2 separate regions of the Oryctolagus cuniculus genome follow, and region 2 is linked to region 1. Evidence: chromatin contacts called from public Micro-C data. All regions are on one chromosome and are shown on one strand. The core of a region is the stretch at or near the end of the contact, and the rest is flanking DNA. Distances in the headings are between cores, read along the strand shown.

Region 1 (6,711 bases), core at 1,299-3,798:
GATGGACAACTGGAGTGCAGTGCTCTGCTCTCCCTCACACCTCACCAGCTCTCACTACAGCACTGCGCAGGAAGACGGCAGGGCCCAATGGGGTTCAGCTGAGATTTACAGGGCTCCAGGCTCAGGCCACCACGATGAGGCTCAGCGCCCAGCCAGACATACAACAGCCTAAAGATGGGAGTGAATAAATGCTCACAGTGCAGCCTGCTGAAAATCCAGGTGCAAGGACCTGCGTGAGAATGCGAAGCAAAGGGCATGGCATTCTGGGAGGGCTTCCCCAAAGAGGCAGCATCTGAGCTGAATCTTGGACACAGCAGATGGGCTTTTTTTTGGGGGGGGGGTATGCCTTGCACTAAGGGCATCAGGAATTAGGGAGCCAGGTGGGAGTGCTGAGGCTGGAAAGGGGGGGTGTGCAAAACAGATGGGTGAGCTGAGTCCATGAGATGCACCAGCAGGCGGTGCCAGCAGGCAAGGAGCCAAGCACCAGGCTGGGAAGAGCCTGGAACCTGGGACACAGCTGGGACGTCTCCATGGTCATCCAGGAAGGAGCTGAAGATGACCCAAAGAGAGGACTGGTGGGACCAAGGCTGGTGAGCAGGTCACCGTCAGCCATGGGCTGTGACGGGAAAAAGAGGTCAGCACGCATGGGAGTGGACTGGGACAGGGGCCACAGTTAAATTCTGAGGGGATGAGGTCTGAGGGAGGGGACACAGTCCACAGGCAGAGAGAACAAAACCACGCAGCTCCTTCACAGCACGGCCACGTCACCAGCTTTGTGCACTGGGGCGAGACAGCACCAGAGAGAAACCAGCATCCTGGACAGATCTGCCTGGGATGCTGCTGACAGGTGAAAGCCAGCATCAATTAGGGCCACAATTTTAGCAGAATCAGTCAACATGACAAAGTCCTAAGGAAGCTTGCTATCTATTGTTTGTTAATTAAAAAAAAAAAAAAGCAAAACTGTGATGTTTTACTTGCTGGAACAGAGTAATAAAATGTAATGTTTTACTCAACTGGCAAGGGGCCAGGGAGCCAAAGGGAATATTCACTCTTGGGGGACAGGGGCAGGTATGGCTGACCAGAGGGCGCTGCTGGGTCTGATGACGCCCCAGCTGCCTGGCTTCTGCTGGACTGTCTGCACTGCTTCTCTGCACCACGAGTGGAGGCCCCAGCCCAAGGTGCGTCCCGTCCTAGGTCCATCCGGGTCATGTTTGGCGCCTCTCTTTAGAGCGGGGTCAACCTTGGCCTAAACCAACTACCAAATACCCATCCCTTGGCAGCAATGACGAAGAAACTAGGAAAGCCCCATTTTCCAGATGAAGAAACTGAGGGTAGCGGCTGCCCAGGTCCGGCAGAGCCCCGGTCACGTCCCCGGCTGCTGAGCACAAAGCCCTCCTTCTCTCCACAAAGTTAGTCTTGAGTGTCCCCAGCCACGCCGACCTGGCCTTCGGTGGGAGGCACGGGGCGGGGGAGGACGGGAGGATTCCCCCCAAGTCCACACGCGCTGGCGGGGATCCCGAGAGGAGGCAGTGGGCTGGCCTCGTCAGCGCGCACAGCTCCTGGGGCCCCCAAGCGCCGGGTCCTGGAGAGACCTCTCCAAGCGCCCGGATAAGTCTGGACATATCTCCACGCTCCTCCCGGGCACCTGACGGAGGTGACAAACTCACGCCGGCCGCTCCCTAGACACGAAAAGTAATCGCAACTCGAGTTTTGAGAGCAGGGAAAGTTGGGGAGCACCCGTGAGACCTAAGAAAGGCTGGGCGGGGAAGCAAGAGTTTCTCAGCAAGTCGGGAGTCCGGAGTGGAGTGGGAGTGATGTGACGGCCGCAGCCGAGATGGAACAAAGCGATCGCGAGCGGGGGCGCATCCTTCCCCGCGCTCCGGGTCTGCTCCCCGGCCGGCCCGGGCCTCTGCACACTGGTGTTAGTAGCACCGGGGAGACCCCACTCCTCCCACGCCAAAGAGTCCCGCGTCCGGGCGCCTCAAGGATGCAGCCTGGGAAGCGCAGTCCGCGGGGCCGCGAACAAAGGGTGGGGGGCACTCCCCTGCGGGGCCCACCGCCCCCGGAATCGGACCCCGGCCGGCAGCCGCGCGTCTCCCGCAACACAAAGCCGGGGGTCGGGCGGCCCCTCTGCTCCCGGCCGGCGCCTGCGGACGCGCGACCCAGATGGGGAAGCCGGGCGGATGGGAGCGAAGAGGTCGGAGACCCCGGCCCAGCTGCAGCTCCCGGGCAGCAAGTAGGGCGCGCCCGCCCGCCAGCACCTGTGTGCACTGCGCCCCTGCCTCGCGGCGCGCCCCGCGCCAAACTCGGGTGAAACCCGCCGCGCGCGCCTTACCCTCCAGCCACAGGTGTCTGCGCCCCGAGTGCGGCCGGAGCCGCCCGCGGCCACGGCCAGCTGCGAGCCGTTGAGGCAGGCGTTGACAGTGAAGAAGACGGAGCAGAGCTGCAGCCACGGGGCCATGGCCGTGCGCTTGCCCTGCCGGGCCCTCTCTGAGCCCCGGCCGCCAGCAGCTGGCCAGCCCCGAGTGGGCGGTAGCAGCGGCGGCCGTGGTGAGGCTCGTACCGAGCATGCGCTCCGGCCCTCGCCCCGCCCCTTCCATTTGGGCCCCGCCCCTAGCTTCAGTTCTGGCGACATGGCCCCGCCCCTCAACCCAGGCCCTCGGGTCTTGACCCCGCCCCTCTGGTCACTCCCGAGTAACCGCAGAGACCCGAGGCTGCAAGTTTTCCCCTCTTAGACCAAAGAGATCTTTTTTTTTTTTTTTGCTTCTAAATCCAAACGCTTTGTCCAACGCCTGCTCCATGCTAAAACTCGAGAAAACACAGAAATATCATGATAACTTTAATAATAACTTCATAAGCACCTGCCACGTGCCGGGTACCTCCCAACCACACAGGGAAGCATCAGTATTGTCCGCGTTTTAGGTGCAGAAATTTTAGCCTAACGTGACAGAGAAATCCTGAGTTGCCATTTACTTCTGGGACTTCGACAAATGACTCGCTTTCTGCACGGTATGGTTTCTTCTCTGATGAGCTAAAATAATGAGTATGTCCTCCTCTAAGGGGGGATTCTGTTGGTTAGCACATAGCAAGCGCGCTCAGTAAGTCTCAAGTCGGTCATTAATGGACTTGGACAGGGTCACACAGCTGATACCTGCCAGACCTGAGATTCAAACCCCAAACTGACCAAAAGCAATGTTCCTAAGCACGACCCTGGTCAGACTGATCTTGGTGAAGAGGGTACCACCTCTATTTGCAAGACGCAGCTGAGGATCGGAGGGGTGGAGCAGTCAAAATTCCCACCTCCGCCTTCCCTCTCCTGCCCTAGTGTCCACCACCTCCACCCTCTCTGTCGCCTTCTCCCTCGTCCAGGCTGCCTCCCCCTGCTCCACTGAGTTTCCTGAGGGCTTTTCCCACTTCCACGCTTATGCTTATAGACAATACTCATTTCTCTTCCCAGGATCCATAATGATCCACCAAAGAGGCAAATCAGACCACTGACTTCTGGGTAAAACTCTCTGTGACAGCTTCTAATCAAAAGGCCACAGATAAGACCTTGCTCAGGGAGCTGGCATCGGGGTGTAGCGGGTAAAGCATCCCATTTAGGTGCCAGTTTGATCTTGGCTGCTCCATTTCTAATCCAGCTCCCTGCTAATGGCCTGGAAAATCAGCGGAGGATGGCCCAAGTGTTTGAGATCCACCACCCATGTGGATCTGGACAAAGTGTCTGGCTCCTGGCTCCTGGCTTCAGCCTGGCCCAGGCCTGGCCATTGCAGTCATCTGGGAGTGAACCAGTGGCAGAAAGAGCTCTCCCCCCCCCCCCCTTTCTGTAGCTCTTTCAAATAAATAATCTTAGGAAAAAAATCACTGCTCAGGACATCCACATCCCATATCAGAGTGCCTGGGTTCAAGTCCTGGCTCTGCTTCCAATTCCAGCTTCCTGCTAACGTACACTCTAGGGAGCAGTAGAAAACGGCTCGAGTACTTGGGTCCCTGCCAACTGCATGGAAGACCTGGATTGGGTCTGGCCCAGCTCCAGGGGTTGCCTATATTTGGATAATGAACTAACAGATGGAAATTCTCTCTGTGTCTATCTCTGTCTCTCAAACAAAAAATGAAAATAAATTACAGCAAAACATTTTTTAAAGGCTTTTACAATGAAATCCATATTGGTCTTCTTTTCTCCCACATCATCTCTTCCCTTTCTGCCTTTACCATCGGCCCCAGCTACACTGATCTCCCTCCTCCCTGCTTGGCTCCACCTTGGCCTTCCTATCTCGGTAAACCTGGGAGCCGGTCACCTCTGTCCTCCAAGGCAGCTCCCTCCACATGACCCCCTTCCCAGCACCCAGAATTCCCTCCCTCTCCTGGTCTGTCCTGGCCCGAGTTCAGCTGCTGCTAAGACAGGACTCCAGCACTGTCCCTCAGGGCTCCACACAGCCCCCACATACCTTTGTTCCAAACCTGCTACAGAGACAGCTGTGGTCCCAGCTTTGCCCGCTGCCCCCTTGAGGGAGGAAGACTCTTCCTGGAATTGCTAGCAGAAGTCCTGCGGACTGGCTCTGAAGCAGCTGCCCCCAGCACCGGGTCAAGCCAGGCTCACCTGAGTCACGTGGGGAGGCAGTGTGTTAACAGTGGTCGCCCAAAGGGAAACTGGCACTATTGCAGGGAAGGGAGGCCGGAGGCTGGTTGCCCCAACAGCAGCGACCACCTGCTGCTCAGATGTCCTGCCCATGTGCGCTGCAGGGCAGAAATATTTTGCTTTTCACCTCACTGCCAGGGCATTCAGGAATTCAGATAACCCAGAGAGGGAGGGCAGGCACCACGCACCTCCTGCCTTCCGGAAGAACCAGGACCCACAGAAGGTCCACATTCTCCGAGCAGAACTCAAGAGGCACATTGCTTCCGTGGCAGGGCGCCTCCTTCATACTCTCCACAAAGCCCCGTGGGTCTTTCTCAGGGAATGTCCAAGTCGTAGAGCTCAGAAACCCCAGAGCCCGGGTTGAGACCAGGAGCACATGAATGTCGCTAACACACACACACACGCACACACACTCACACAGACAACCGTGAAGCTACTGGCTCCTTAATTCTATATATATTCATAATGTATTTATGCAGCCTTGATGTGCTGTATAAGTTATCAACCAACCCCATCCTGAGGGGCTTTTATTATAATCAATGATGCAAAAATATCCTCACACATTTATTCAACTGTCTTATTTTTATTTCCTTACTTATTTTTATTTACTTATTGGAGAGGCAGAGAAACAGATAGCCAGAGAGAGTAGGAGAACTCCCATTGGCTGCCTCACTCCTCAGATGCCTACAATGACCCAAGACCTGGGCTGGAGTTGGCAGCTGGAACCCAAGCCAGGTCTCCCATGTGAGTGGCAGGAACCCGATTACTTGAACCATCACCACTGCCCCCCAGAGTCTGCCATATAGGAAGCTGGAACCAGGAGCCAAAGCCAGGAATCAAACCCAGGCATTCCAACATGGGATGCAGGAGTCCTACTGGTATCCTAACCAGAAATCCATATTCACCTATTTTCTTAACATACATTTCTAGAATCAGAACAGTTGCACCATGCACATTTAAAATTACCAAACTGCTTAACAGCTCACTGCCATTTTTTTAAAAGATCTATTTATTTGAAAGGCAGAGTTACAGAAAGAGAGAGAGATTTTCCATCCACTGGTTCACTCCCCAAATGGCCGAAAAAACCAGTGCTAGGCCAGGCCAACACCATGAGCCAGAAACTTCTGGGTCTCCCACGTGGGTGCAGGGGCCCAAGCACTTGAACCATCTTCTGCTGCTTTCCCAGGCCATTAGCAGAGAGCTGGATCTAAAGTGAAGCAGCCAGGACTCCAACCAGCACCAAATGGGATGCCGGCACTGCAGGCAACGGCTTAACCTGCTACGCCACTGTGCCATCCCCTCTCTTCGCCATCTTAATTGGCTTCTCTGGTTGCTAATGAAGTACACCACGTTCGTGTGCACTTAGTGCCCACTTGCTCTCTGCTCGGGACTTGGATAGACTCCAGGAAGAGGGACGATAGGGACAGGAGAGTTTCTCCCTGGGTTTCACTCACATTGCCATGTGATTGCGCGATGGGGAGGGCAGAGCCTCGCTCCTCTCCTTTCTGTCTACAACGTGGTTAGACGAGACCAGGGATGGAGGGGCCCTCTACATTGCCATGTGATTGCGCAATGGGGAGGGCAGAGCCTCGCTCCTCTCCTTTCTGTCTACAACATGGTTAGACGAGACCAGGGATGGAGGGGCCCTCTTATTTACCTGATAGGAAGGCCACAAGCTTGCATGTGCTGGGAGGAGAGCCTCGTGTAACACAGGGGCAGATTTGGTCAGAAAACCAACGTAATAAGTCGGCATTGGGCAATTCACTCTGCATTCTGATACTTTGCGTTGATTTTCTTCCTCCGGTCTCCTCTTCCCCTCCTGACCCTTTGGAATATTTGTGAGGGTGCTGTGCAGTGAGCCTCTGTTCTGGAAGTAGAGATACAATGAGATGCAACTGTGGACCACACCATCCCTGTGTGAGGTGCCCCCAGAGCTGGGTATCCTGCTGGGCACACGCTAGTGTACAAAAACCTGTCACCCCCTCCCCTGTGTTTGGAACAAGCTGAGGATTAAACAGATAAAATTACCTTAAAATAAGCTGTTGATGAGATGCAAATATATGCCCCCCAAT
Region 2 (6,744 bases), core at 195-2,694, 58 kb before region 1:
AAAATAAATCTTCAAATAAAAAAAAAAAAGGGAGGGATCTCCAATTTGCAAATGGTGGCAGTCGTCAAGGTCAGGTGTCACAGTAACCAGCCTGGAGGAGAGGCGAGGGCAGCAAGCAGAGTACCAGAGTGAAAGAAGTGACTTCAGATTCCGCACCTCACAGCCACAGAAGTCCTGGAGAAAGTAGGCGAAACACTGGACAACATTCATGTGATTCTGGCCGTCTTTACTGGAGTAGCAGAGGAAGACCTTCGGCCGCGGCCAGAGCCGCTCTCTGGGGAGAGCCGTGGTATACGTCGAGGACTCTGAGCTCTCCTCATCCAAATGTGAATATATGTTTTCTAGATGAGAAAAGAAAGGGCTGATAGCTATCTGCGAGCAACACTTTGTCCTGTTCCCTAACACTAGGAATCCCGTGCTATCTTCAAGAAAGAGCAGGGGGCCGGCGTCACGGCTTACTAGGCTAATCCTCTGCCTGTGGTGTCAGCAACCCTGGGTTCTAGTCCTGGTTGGGGGGCCAGATTCTGTCCCGGTTGCTCCTCTTCCAGTCCAGCTCTCTGCTGTGGCCCGGGAAGGCAGGGAGGATGGCCCAAGTGCTTGGGCCCTGAACCTGCATGGGAGACCAGGAGGAAGCGCCTGGCTCCTGGCTTCAGATTGGCGCAGCATGCTGGCCGTAGCGGCCATTTGTGGGGTGAACCAACGGAAGGAAGACCTTTCTCTGTCTCTTTCTCTTCTCTGTCTAACTCTGCCTGTAAAAAAAAAAAAAAAAAAAAGAGCAGGGGACACATCTGCCTGGAGCAGCCCTAAGCCCCCAGTTCTGTCGCACCTTGGGTCACCATGGTGAATGGGACAGCTGGTTTCTGCAGTGAAGCCAATAGTCAAAAATTGCTCCTATCCTCCAACTGACCTTGGACAAGCTGAGAAATGCAGCACAGGACACACGGGTTGGCAGCCAGCAGTGCCAGGTGCACCTCCTGTGACTAGGCATCAGCAGGGTGCCTAAAGTTTTTATTGGGGTCTAACTTACAAAGGTGAAGTGCCCGAACCTTCAGGTCACCTTGTGGTGGGTTTTATGATAAGTAGACACCTGGGTGACCCCCACCCAGCTCCCTCGCAAGGCTCTTTTTTGACACCTGAGAGGTCCTTTAGGCCTTTCAATGTATTATGCTGAGCTGGAGAATAGAATCATGCCTGTCCCTTCAGTGGTTCCTGAGGGTAGAAAGCCAAATATTTGGATCTAGGGAAGCACAGCAGCCAGGGAACTAACCAGAGTTCTAAAGGAACCAGGAGCCCCCAGTCTCACTGTGCTGGCAAAGGCCCAGGCCTGCGCCTTCTGGGGCGGGGAGGAGGGGCGGGCAGGAGAGGGAGTGCGGCAGACACACAAAGAGATACCTTGTTGCTTCTTGCGGCACATCACAGTGAAGAGGGTTGCAAATGCCGAAATGACGACCAGGGGCACTGTAATGGCCACCGCCCTGATGGGCCCTGCCCACGGGGAGTGCACTGGGAGATTTCAGAGGGGGGAGAAAAACCATTTTTAGACTTCAGTATCAGAACACATTCAAAGATAACTACTTTTTTTGTTTGTTTCTTTTCAAGCATAAGCCACATGACAGGTTATCTGGGACCCCATTACCACCTTTCTCAGAGAGCTGATGTGGCAACTTTCAAAGGATTCAGCAGCTCATTTTTAAAGGATTGCAGGCAATGATTCACCAGTCAAGAGTCTGCTGGCACTGTAAATACCTCGGAGTGAGGAAACCTCTCCTCCCACTTTTCTTCCAAGGACAATTGACTATTTATTTGGTTTCCAGCCACACACACCATGCTGGCTTTGATCTTCCAGGCATCAACACCAGGGTGGAAGGAAAGTCAGATTTGATGGAACATCATTTAAGAGAGAGGAGCCGACTTTGTTTTTATAAATCATCAAGTACAGAAAGCAGCAGATACCTCGGTGAGCACGCAGGGGAGAGCCAACATTTCAAGCAGAACGACTCTTACCTGGCTTTAGGGCATAATGCATCACTTTTCTTGTTGTGTTAGTGTCATCTACCAGCTGCAAAACAGAGGATGCTGTGTTATTTCTTCTTCAAAGGGATAGCACCTCAACAAATTATGTCTACCAGAAAATGGGGGGAAATGACAGTTTCACTTGTTTTCCTTTAGTGGGAAGTGAGGGGTCAGTGGGACACCATGGAGGAGAACGGCTGAGCTAACAGCGAGGCTAGAGCCCATGTTCATTTACCAGGCAGAGACAGCTCATCTCCACTTCGCCAGCTCAAAACTGGAAACTCCATCAGGTTTCCTTTCATGAATCCAAAGGTTGTTTATGCACTGAAGAATGCAGCCAGCGAGTCCCACATTCTAACAATCCTCAGTTAAACTGGCACTCCTCCCACTGACTTCAATGGGCGTGCTTGCAGAAGGTGTGTCTATCCAAAGGCACACACTGCTGCCAGGGAATGCAAGAAGTAGCTGTTTCTACCAAAATGTGAAGACACATTGGATGTCTATGATATAGTGGGGCCATGGACCAACTCTGAACTTTCTTTTCTATTTTCCTTCTACTCCAAGATTTGAGGCCCCAGCCTGACACAGGAAAAGTCATCACAGAAAGGAGAAGAATCATATTTGTATGATTTTTGCCATGGTGCAAAGAACAGCAAGAGAAATCCTGGAGAAGTCTAGGAGGACATGACTCTGTTTTGCTATTCTAATACTAAAACACAACATTTTTAAAGCTAAAATTTTAAAAAGTTATCTTTGTAGTTGAAGGAATACAATATAGAAAATTTAAATAATGGATTATAGGGAGTATGTGGTTCCACAGTTACCTGAAATATTTAATGAAAAGATGAAGTATCGATTATGTCTAAACTCTTTTAAAAAGTATGGAAAACCATGAAAGCGCACAACTGTGCACATATTCATGGCTTGGACTGTTCGTGTTGAAAACAGCATTCTACATGAAGTGGATATGTTCAGTGAAATTAATAAGGCTTTCTTGAGTTCTATATATATCTGCATACCTCAATGATATAATCCCCTGGAGAAACATTCTGAAGGAGGCAGCTGGTTGTCTCTGTATTTTGTTCCTGCAAAGAAGCAAACAACAATTTCACAGTTCTCTTCTCTGAAGGTCACCAGGGCTTCTCCTCTGGAGCTGAAGCAGACCTGCCATCAGCGTCAGTCGCCCTTAGCCCACGATGTGATTAGATGGGGAGTAACTGTATTGAACTACCACATCTTATCTGAACTTCTCCAGGATAAAAGTTCCAGGGGAGCCCAGGACCCCCAGTCATATTCTATGCTTATCTGGTAGTACCCTCAGCAGGAACATTTGCTTTAAAACAAAGAAATCAGTTAGGATACCCTTTAATAAAAAAAAAAAAAAAAAAAAAAGGACAAGGGAAGACATTAAGTCTGTGTTTGCACATGCTTTATTTGCCATCACTTTAACATTCACCTTTGTTAGAAGGTCAGCGGTGGAGGTGAGAGGTGGCAGGAAAACAAGAGTACGACAGAGCTCCAACAGGAGCACACCTAGGGAGGGTCCTGGACCGCTGCCACCACAACCCAACAGCCTGAGTGTTTGCAGTCCTGTGAGCTTTCCCTTCCCCTGATAACCACCGGTGCAAGAACTTGCTTACTGAGCTCCTCTGTTTAACCTTGGCCTTGTGTATAAAACCAGGAGCCACTGAGTCGCTAGTGGCTTGGTGCTTAAGGTCTAGAAACTGTGACCTTGAGCCAGCCAGGTAACTCCCCCCACGGAGCCTCAGTTTCCCCATCTGTGAAGTGAGAACAGTGGAAGCCTGTGTTTCAGGCAAGGATTCAGGGGCTTAAAGCTCCAGGGCCTGCCATACAGTGAACACCCAATCAATGTACGAAATACAGCACAGCAAACATTTTATTCTTCTGATGCCCTGCCACATTTCCACCAGGCTTCATCACCACCAGGCAAGCTGGGATGCAGGTAACTGGGGAGTGAGAGGTCACGGCCAGAGGGCACTGAGACACATCCAGTGATGACAGCCTGAACCAGCGAAGCCTGATGTACACGTTCAGCCACCCAAAACTCAAGGGTCAGTATTTATGTTTTACATATATTTTCTAATTCTCTGAACTTTCAAACAGCTTTTACATTTTATTTCATTTTTTATTTAATTGAACAGAGAAGAAGGAAATAGAGACAGACGGACAGAAATCCCATTCCCTGATTCACTTCCCAAATGCTAGCAACGGCCATTGTAGACAGCAGAGATCTAATCCCTTGAGCCATCATCTGCTGCCTCATAGGGTACACACTGGTAGGAAGCTGGAATCTGGAGCTAGGGTATGGAACTCAGGTGTCCCAGTATGGAACGCTGGCATTTTAACTGGGATTTAAGTGCAAGGCCAAACGCTTGCCCCCAAGGAGTTACTTTAAAATACACTGGGGGCAGGAGGCAGGGTGGGAGGTGCCAAGGACGGGGAGGAGGGGCATGGTGGCATGGCTCAGCAAGTTAAGCCACTGCTTACCAAGCTGGCATCTAACAGTGGAGTGCCAGTTCGAGTCCTGTCTGCTCCACTTCTAATCCAGCTTCCTGCTAATGTGCTCGGGAAGACAGCGGCCAACTGCCCAAGCGCTTGGACTCTGCACCCATGTGGGAGACTGGTATGGAGTTCCTGGCTTCTGGCTTTGGCATAGGCCAGTCTCAGCTGTTATAGCCATGTGGAGAATGAACCAGCAGATGGAAGATCTCTCTACCTCTCTTTCTGTCTCTCCCTGTCACTCTGCCTTTCAAATAAATAAATCTTTTTAAACACACACACACACACACACACACACCACACACACACACACAAAGCATTACTTTGGGCACACCCAGCAGCTCACCTGCTTACAGGTCTTTCGTTTGAAGGGGCCTTCATGCTTTAGCTTGTAATGAAGATAGAAGAAACGGAAGCCAAAGCTGTGTGGCGCATGGTCGAAGGACACCTGCATGTCTGCACCATGCTGGGTGATATTCAGGTTCCGAGGCTTCCAGACTGGGAGGAAGAAGGAGCACAATGAGCACCCAAAGGCTGCCCAGCACCAGGCTGGTGGCAAGGGTTGGACACGTGACAGCTAAGAACAGCTCTACTCACAGGGTTTGCAGGCCAGGTTGTCCGGCTGCAGCAACAGGTCACAGGCTATTAGGAGAGAAACATATTTGTCAGCACTGAGCGAGTCCAACATTTTCCTCATCCCCCAAGTCAGTGAAATATAAACATACCAGGACCGGGTGCTGCTGGACAGGATATAAAATATATCAACTCAACCATGATTTTCCCTATGGTGAAAGTTGTATCTCAGGACTATTTACATGGCAGAACAGAACAACATGAATGCTGTTTATGCCACGTAAATGGAGACTGTTTGGGTGTCAAGTCGTCCGTATGTTTAAAGTTTGTCAGGATTTCAAGGCTGGCAGGGAAGGGCAGTGGAAGTGTGCTGGTGCCCCTAGGAGGCAGAGGCTGTCACGCTGTAAACAGATATGAGGCCAGCCCCTGCCCCGCCGCGGAGGTGTCGAGGCACAGGAGAATTCTGGAGTGGTTCTGGAACCTGTCACGGCTCTATTTTAACCTCCACCCACATCCTCATTTAAATTCCTTTTGATGGATTCTAAAAACATAGCACGCAGGATTCTCCCAGGCTGCAGTGTCCATGCTAAAAACCAGGTGCCAAAAGAGCAAGCTTTGAGGCAGGATTTTGAACACAATAAAAAGACAACGAGAGAGCTGAACAAGGAGTCCAGTGGGCCAGGCGGCTCACCCTGGCAGAGATTTCTGGGACGTGTCGTGCAACGTCAAGAAAATCGAAGGCAGCATGGAAGCCACAACGCCCTGAAGTAGCGAAAAATGGCTGCCGTTCCAGGAACACATCCCCTGTCTCTGCCTCACCCCTGAAATTATGCCACTTTTGATCTAGACAAGGCTTGCAAAAACACATTCTTTGAATCTCCTATCTGGTGGCTGTGCACAAAACATCCAGAGCTGTCCTAAAATGCCGGTGGACTTTGCCCTGTGGAATCTTACTGGCATTAAGAAAAGGAAACCCAGTCTTAGAAAATAACTCTGCTGCGGGGCCAGCGCCGTGGCTCACTTGGTTAATCCTCCGCCTGCGGCACCAGCATCCCATATGGGCACCAGGTTCTAGTCCCGGTTGCTCCTCTTCCAGTCCAGCTCTCTGCTGTGGCCTGGGAAGGCAGCAGAGGATGGCCCAGGTGCGTGGGCCCCTGCACCCGCACGGGAGACCAGGAGGAAGAAACTGGCTCCTGGCTTTGGATCGGCGCAGCGACAGCCGTAGCGGCCATTTGGGGAGTGAACCAATGGAAGAAAGACCTTTGTCTCTGTCTCTCTCTCTCTCACTGTCTAACTCTATCTGTCAAATAAATTAAAAACCAGATAGAAAACAGCCACAGTAAAAACACAGCCCAGGGAAATACTGGCTTGGGCTGCGGCGCAGCGGGGAACAAAGATGCCAGAGAGCGAGGACCCCAAGCACACAGCAGAGGAGAGTGTGTCAGATTTGACGGGCAGCAGAGCAGCCAGGGCCTGCAACTCCAGGCGCTCGACTGCGCAGGATGGCATGAGGCAGCGGCCGCGGGCTTCAGAGTAATCACCCCATCCCGTCTGCAGCAGCGGTGCAGGGAGATTACAGAGCCACCATGCACACGACAGACAGAAAAGGTGGGCGGCTGGCAACTCCTTATCTGATTT

Evidence for each region. Hi-C and Micro-C count contacts between places; a contact is called where the count stands out from the background.
Region 2: a contact with region 1 is called in a Micro-C map of ear pinna, with 2.8 times the contacts expected there. The contact joins the enhancer-like site here to the promoter of IL17RD in region 1. A contact is called at or near these places in 2 of 6 Hi-C or Micro-C datasets (ear pinna and an unstated tissue).

Annotation. Positions count from the first base shown.
Region 1 is chr10:92,742,090-92,748,800 of mOryCun1.1, reverse strand. IL17RD (interleukin 17 receptor D) reads right to left here and starts at 2,548. Exons shown (of 13, transcript XM_017343892.3): 1 at 2,336-2,548. The coding sequence starts at 2,461.
Region 2 is chr10:92,798,506-92,805,249 of mOryCun1.1, reverse strand. It overlaps IL17RD (interleukin 17 receptor D), which reads right to left. Exons shown (of 13, transcript XM_017343892.3): 6 at 5,131-5,175; 7 at 4,880-5,031; 8 at 3,033-3,098; 9 at 2,005-2,059; 10 at 1,393-1,503; 11 at 157-341. Among named protein-coding and RNA genes, the nearest start is that of ARHGEF3, 14 kb to the left of the region's middle. Within about 2 kb of position 1,444, at least 1 of the 8 cell types and tissues checked has an H3K27ac peak or open chromatin away from gene starts, as enhancers often do. A contact at or near this core is called in ear pinna, where this site is marked.